2 separate regions of the Sus scrofa genome follow, and region 2 is linked to region 1. Evidence: chromatin contacts called from public HiChIP or PLAC-seq data. All regions are on one chromosome and are shown on one strand. The core of a region is the stretch at or near the end of the contact, and the rest is flanking DNA. Distances in the headings are between cores, read along the strand shown. Region 1 holds the start of PNN (pinin, desmosome associated protein). Region 2 overlaps MIA2 (melanoma inhibitory activity protein 2).

Region 1 (3,088 bases), core at 301-2,800:
CAAAAAGACCAAAAAAAAACAAAAACAAAAACCCAAAAAACTTTGCTTGCTTAAAAATAAATAAATAAATAAAGTAATCTTAAATGGTCATTTATCCCCAAATGCTTTTATAGCGCTTCTTTTACAACTATGGGAATAGGAGTTCCTGTTGTGGCACTGCGGCTGCGAGTCTGACTGGGAATCAATAGGTTGCGGGTTCGATCCCTGGCCTCGTTCAGTGGGTTGGGGACCTGACGTTGCTGTGAGCTGTGGTGTGGGTCGCAGGTGCAGCTTGGATCTGATGTGGCTGTGGTGTAGGCTGGCAGCTGTGGCTCCAATTGGACCCCTAGCCTGGGAACCTCCATATGCCATGGGTATGGACCTGAAAAGAAAAAAAAAAAAACAAAAAACAAAAAAAAAAAAACAAAAACCTATGGGAATAAATTGTTTGCACATAACTGGTACAGTCACTTCAATCTCTAGTTTGGAGTGTAAAGTTCCTGGATAACTATACAGAAAACTACATACAGCTCATCACATCTTCAAACTACGGAAATATCTCTAACGTTGACTCTACCACAAAATTTGTTTAAACCGATGCCTTAATTTAGTTAGTATAGTAAGTACCAACAGTCTTAACATGTGAATTAAATCCTAAGGAAATCTTACCTCAGCAATAAACTACCACGTCCTCTACCTCCACCAGGACCAGACAGGGCCAGCAATCTGGCTTGGATGGGCCTACAAAATATTTACAAATCAGTACAAAAATCGTATCTAACAGCACCAAACACCTTAAGGATGAGGTTCATCATCAAAAGAAAATAACCAGGAACGTTCTAATCTGACGGTTTCAAATCCACGTGTTTCAAACAGGACAGGAAGTACTGCATTAACTTCCTTGTTTTTCCAAGATCAGTACCACCGAAATTGTATTTACCTCGCTGCCAGTACACATTAACAAGCTGGGGTCAGGCCCGAATTTCGCCACCCCAGAGGAAGTTGCATGAAGCGGGGGACAGCGTCCCGGGAGGGTCTCCGGACCAGTGCCGAGTCAGGCGGCCCCAGGAGGAGAAAGGCTTTGTGCTGCAGTTCCGGGCCTACAGGGCCGAGGGCGGGAATCGGCAGTCCCGGCCTTCCCTCAGGACAGGAAACCATTCCGACGCACCCCGGCCCCGCTCTCGCTCCTCACACCTGAGCCCCAGGACTTAGGGTGGCGGTCTCGGAAACTCCCACCTCACGGAGGACGGGATTCTACTGCTGCCCCGGGAACAGGCCTCGATGTTCCAGCCTTCTCAGGGCTGACCGCTCTCCCCGCCCCCAATTCACCCCGGCTTCACGACTGCATTTCGGAGACGGCAATTTCCTATCCGCCCTTTACCTCACGTCATTCGGATCCCGCCCGGTGAGCTTGCGAATATTCTCATCTACGTTCTTTAGGCTCTCTTTGGCCTTTTCTAGCTGCTCCTGCAAAGTTCTCACTGCGACCGCCATCTTCTCCCTGCGGCAGGCTTCGAGACTGCTCTACAGGCCGCGCCTGGCTGTGTCGCGCCGCGAAACGCGAGAGGACTGACAGCTGGCCTCAGCCAATGACAATAGGAGTTGTATTTCGGCCTTAACCATTCAGCAACCGGAAGGGGGAGAAGCTGCCGGCCCTTGAGACTCCGGGCCAATGAAAAGTCGACCAGGCGGTTGTCTCCCTCTCCAGTTAGCCGCGGGTGGCTGGGCTCCGCTTCTAGCGCAGAGTCGGGGCGGGTTTGAGAGTCCCTAGGTCCTCCGAGACGTGCGCTTGCGGCCGTGCTCGTTTGGCCAGGAGAGCGGAGCTTTCTAGCCCTTTTAACCCGTATATGACGTGCCTTTTTTCATTTTACCACCTAATCGCATTAGAGTAGAGCGGAAGCGAGTCTATTTTCCCATCTTCCCCGGTAAATGATTTTCTAAGGACAGGGTGCGGCCATTCTGTTGGTGCGCATGCCCAGAGAGGGGGTGGGCGGGTCGGCTCCCTTAATGAGGTTAAACCGTAAAGAGCACCGCAAAGCAAAGAATGAAGACGGAAAGATTATTAATCGTAATAGATAACATTTACTTTGTTCTCTACACCGTGAAACACTTTATGTGCCTTGTCCCCCACAAACCAAAAGCTTAAATAAAATCTCTGTTATTACTGATACGGAAGTTGAGTCTGGAGATACTGTAATTGTCCCTAGGTCATGCCGGCCTGGGGTCTTCCTATGATCAGACCCTGGGCAAGGATGTACTACAAGAAAAAAGCGATGGCGAGGCAGGCATTAGCTTCTACACCCGGCCTAATGCTCGTTGGTTTAAGACAGGGTCCGGGAGAGTAGCCCTATTGTTTGTGTCCTCCACCTTCTGGTTCTGCTTTACCCCTATTGCTGACCTGAGAACCGGTTTTGTTCCAGAAATATATTTGAAAACTGCATCTCAGAAAGCATTTTCGGGAGTTCCCGTGGTGGCGCAGTGGTTAATGAATCTGACTAGGAACCATGAGGTTGCGGGTTCGATCCCTGCCCTTGCTCAATGGGTTAAGGATCTGGCATTGCCGGGAGCTGTGGTGTAGGTTGCAGACCCGGCTCAGATCCCGCGTTGCTGTGGCTCTGGTGTAGGCCGGTGGCTACAGCTCCGATTAAACCCCTAGCCTGGGAACCTCCAGATGCCGCAGGAGCGGCCCTAGAAAAGGCAAAAAAAAAAAAAAAAAAAAAAAAAAAAAAAAAAAAAAAAAAAGGAAGAAAGCATTTTCCTACGGAAGCAATGTTATGAATAATCTTTGTGTTCTCATCCTTTATCCATCAGCCAGTGCATCCTTGCACGAAGCAGGCCAAAAGTATTTAACCCGAGTTACCATTTTACTTCATACCAACAGTCGTTAAAAGCTGTGTTAAGCTAGGCTTCGAAGAAAAAGCATAGAACAAGATAGCTGTGGTTCTTGCTTCCATGTAGTTTGTAGGATTTTCATGGAGCAAATATCATTCATGTTTTCATTAAGTCATTGAACATTTATGGAGTGACTGCTATGTGCTAGGTTTGTGGATAAGTCAGTGTACAATAGAGATATATACCCTCAAGGAGCTTGGTGGCAGGAAGAGTGGAG
Region 2 (3,330 bases), core at 274-2,773, 99 kb before region 1:
AAAAAATTTTTTAAATTAAGTTATAATTTGCTACTTTTTAATATCTAATAAAACCATACCACACATATCAATAAGTATGGTTTTACATGGGGTTTTTTTTTGGTTTTTTTGCTTTTTAGGGTCACACCCATGACATATGGAGGTTCCCAGGCTAGGGGTCAAATTGGAGCTGTAGCCTGTGGCCACTAGCCTATGCCACAGCCACAGCCACAGCCACGCCAGATCTGAGCCTCATCTGAGACCTACACCACAGCTCACAACAATGCCAGATCCTTAACCCACTGAACAAGGAGAGGGATCAAACCTGCATCCTCATAGATGCTAGTCAGATTTGTTACCACTGAGCCACGATGGGAACTCCTTGGTCTTACATGTTTTTTTAAAAAAATAATGCCATTAATTTTATATAAATATGGAGGAAATGAAATAGCTTTACCAATAACAACAACAACAACAACAAAAAAAAACAAGACTAACTTTTCACAAATAACTAACAAAAGCAAAAGTGAAAAAAAATCAAACTGTATCTCCCCATAACTGATTCAGTTAATTTACAATTCTCTATAAGGAGATGTATTTATTTAGAACGGCTTTATTTATATAGGTACATACATCACTTACCTGTAAGATCTTCTTTTGTTTTATCCACTTCAGATAATTGAGTGTAAATTTGGTTTCTTTCTCCTTCTAGAGTTTTTAAAGAAGCTTTTAACTTCAAAGAATGGGAGAAGGAGAAGAAAAAAAAAAACAAAAACATTAATTATTCCAAAAAAATCTCACTATACCATCCCAACTCTTTAAAGCTCTTCTATCACTCTGATGAAATTACTGCCTACACAAACCAACATTTTGGCTTCCATCCTGGAAAGTTTAGCAAAGTCATCAAGAGTTGTAAATCTCAGAACAGGAATAGAGAAGATCAGTGACAGATGCTTAAATAGTGGTTATTTCCACTCAGCACATAAGTTTTGATTAAAGTAACCTTCAAACTATGTTACTAAGATTTTCCATAGATCTATAAAGGCCAGGACACCACTACTAGGATGAAAAAGAGAAGGGATAAACCACAAGAAAATGAAGGTAGTATCTACTTCTCAAAATAAGACATGAGGCAATAGGGGATCAGCAAACACTGAGACCAGAGGATGAAGAATGCTCAAAAAAAAAAAGGAAGCATGAGAGAAAATATAGTATGTATTTTTAATATATTCCTTATCCAAAGAAATGAGTGCACACCTTGAAAAATCTTATTATGATAAATTCTAAAAATTAATAATATGAATTTCTAGTTATTAAAAAAAGAAAAAAGCAACTGAGGAAAATTCTGATCACTTATATGGCAACTATAAAATGGCCTTTAAAACAGTTACAAAGACAGATGGATTTAATCCATATCCTACTTCTTTCTCTATATTCTTTATACTTATGTAGTAATGCAAACCTTAGCAGCATGAATCAGCTTCTTCAAAGTTCCTTTTGGCAGAGTATCTACAGTGAAAGACAAAAACATAGCAATAAATTGAGGAAACAGTGCAATACCACAACAGACATTCAAATGATTTCATTAGTTCACTCAATTACAGCCTTATAATCCCTCTTCTTGCTATAATAAAGAATTCAGTATGAAGCAGAACAGTCTCAAACTTGCTCCAAGGAAGCTAAACAAAAAAAGCACTGGGAGGGCCATAGTGTCATCTAACAAGGTTCTTCACCACGAATTCCAAGAACAGAGTTATAACAAAGGTTTGGTATTCCCCTAAATCCAGCCTACAGTCTCAGTTATTCTTAGAATCCTTCAGCATACAAAATATGAGTGGAATTATATTCCAAATTAAAACTATATTAAAAAAGCATGAATTCTAAGTAGAAAAAGTATTATTTCTTACAAGATAAAGTAGAAAAGTATAAACAGAACTCTATGTATGTACTTTGGAATGTACTTTTCTCCCAACATATTTTTTTGTCCTTTTTTTTTTTTTTTTTTGGTTGTTGTTGTTGTTGTTGCTATTTCTTGGGCCGCTCCTGCGGCATATGGAGATTCCCAGGCTAGGGGTTGAATCGGAGCTGTAGCCACCGGCCTACGCCAGAGCCACAGCAACGCGGGATCCGAGCCGCGTCTGCAACCTACACCACAGCTCACGGCAACGCCGGATCGTTAACCCACTGAGCAAGGGCAGGGACCGAACCCGCGACCTCATGGTTCCTAGTCGGATTCGTTAACCACTGCGCCACTACGGGAACTCCTCTCCCAACATATTAATGTTACCATCAAAGAAAATCTTTTACAAATCACACTTCCTCCTTAATAAATTTGTTAATTATACATGGGATAGAGGGAGAGAAAAGAGAAAGGGCATAAAGGTCAGAAAGAACTATCACTGGCAGAAACTGGATGAGGATACGCGAGACCTCTCTATACGATTTTACAATTACCTGTGAGTCTATAATTATGTCATAGCATATGGAAGTTCCCAGGCCAGGGGTCAACTTGGAGCTACAGCTGCTGGCCTATGCCACAGCCTCAGCAATGCCAGATTCAAGCTGCTTCTGCAACCTGCACCACTGCTCACTGCAATGCCAGATCCTTAACCCACTGAGGCCAGGAATCGAACCTGCGGCCTCATGGATCCTAGTCGGGTTCATTACCACTGAGCTATGACGGGAACTCCAAGGTGTTCCTTTTTTAAGTCAAAGGAATTGGTCTGAAAACACACTAAGTGGCTATACTGAACATAATTCTGCTGAGTTTCCAGATGGCAATCAGCAATGGCAATATGAATTCGAGATGGCCTACATTAAAATACTGTAGCCATCTGAACCATCTACCTAAAGCAAAAAAAGTATCCTGAGACAATCATTTATCTAACACCCATTTTTCAAACTACTCACCTATCCATTGTAATTAGCTTACGGTTCAGAAAAACGGGCATGGAAATGACTAGGACGCAATGTGAAGGCTGCTATAATGTACAACATATAAAAAGAACAGAGGGAAGAGAGGCTGTAGGTTTGTCTGAGAGGATGAGAAAGATATACCATTAAAGGTGTTATCTCAGCTGAAATGTAACTATATGGATAGTGAGAGAGAGACAAGGTATTATACAAGTACATAGAGAACATGGTGCACATGGGAAACTAGAAAGGAAATACAAGAGCCATTATCATTTGCAGCAACAGAGGATGAGTCATGACTTAGATATTAAGTATGTACCATTTTCTGAATCATTCTTCATTTCCAAGTCCAAGTTATCATCATTTGTTATGTCTTCTCCAAGCACAGCAGACCAATCTTTCATCTTTAGCAAGCGCTCAGTCAGAGACTTGACATTT

The links. HiChIP or PLAC-seq counts read pairs in DNA pulled down with a chosen protein or histone mark.
Region 2: an H3K27ac HiChIP or PLAC-seq map of alveolar macrophages shows a contact between it and region 1. The contact joins the enhancer-like site here to the promoter of PNN in region 1. A contact is called at or near these places in 1 of 5 promoter capture datasets (liver), 4 of 47 Hi-C or Micro-C datasets (epiblast stem cells, fetal heart ventricle, fetal skeletal muscle and 1 more) and 1 of 2 datasets of contacts at active chromatin or transcription factors (alveolar macrophages).

What each region holds. Positions count from the first base shown.
Region 1 is chr1:169,724,111-169,727,198 of Sscrofa11.1, reverse strand. PNN (pinin, desmosome associated protein) reads right to left here and starts at 1,550. Exons shown (of 9, transcript NM_001244231.1): 1 at 1,361-1,550; 2 at 649-720. The coding sequence starts at 1,473.
Region 2 is chr1:169,823,159-169,826,488 of Sscrofa11.1, reverse strand. It overlaps MIA2 (melanoma inhibitory activity protein 2), which reads right to left. Exons shown (of 29, transcript XM_021073969.1): 15 at 3,212-3,320; 16 at 1,442-1,488; 17 at 622-712. Among named protein-coding and RNA genes, the nearest start is that of MIA2, 47 kb to the right of the region's middle. Within about 2 kb of position 1,523, at least 3 of the 83 cell types and tissues checked have an H3K27ac peak or open chromatin away from gene starts, as enhancers often do. A contact at or near this core is called in alveolar macrophages, where this site is marked.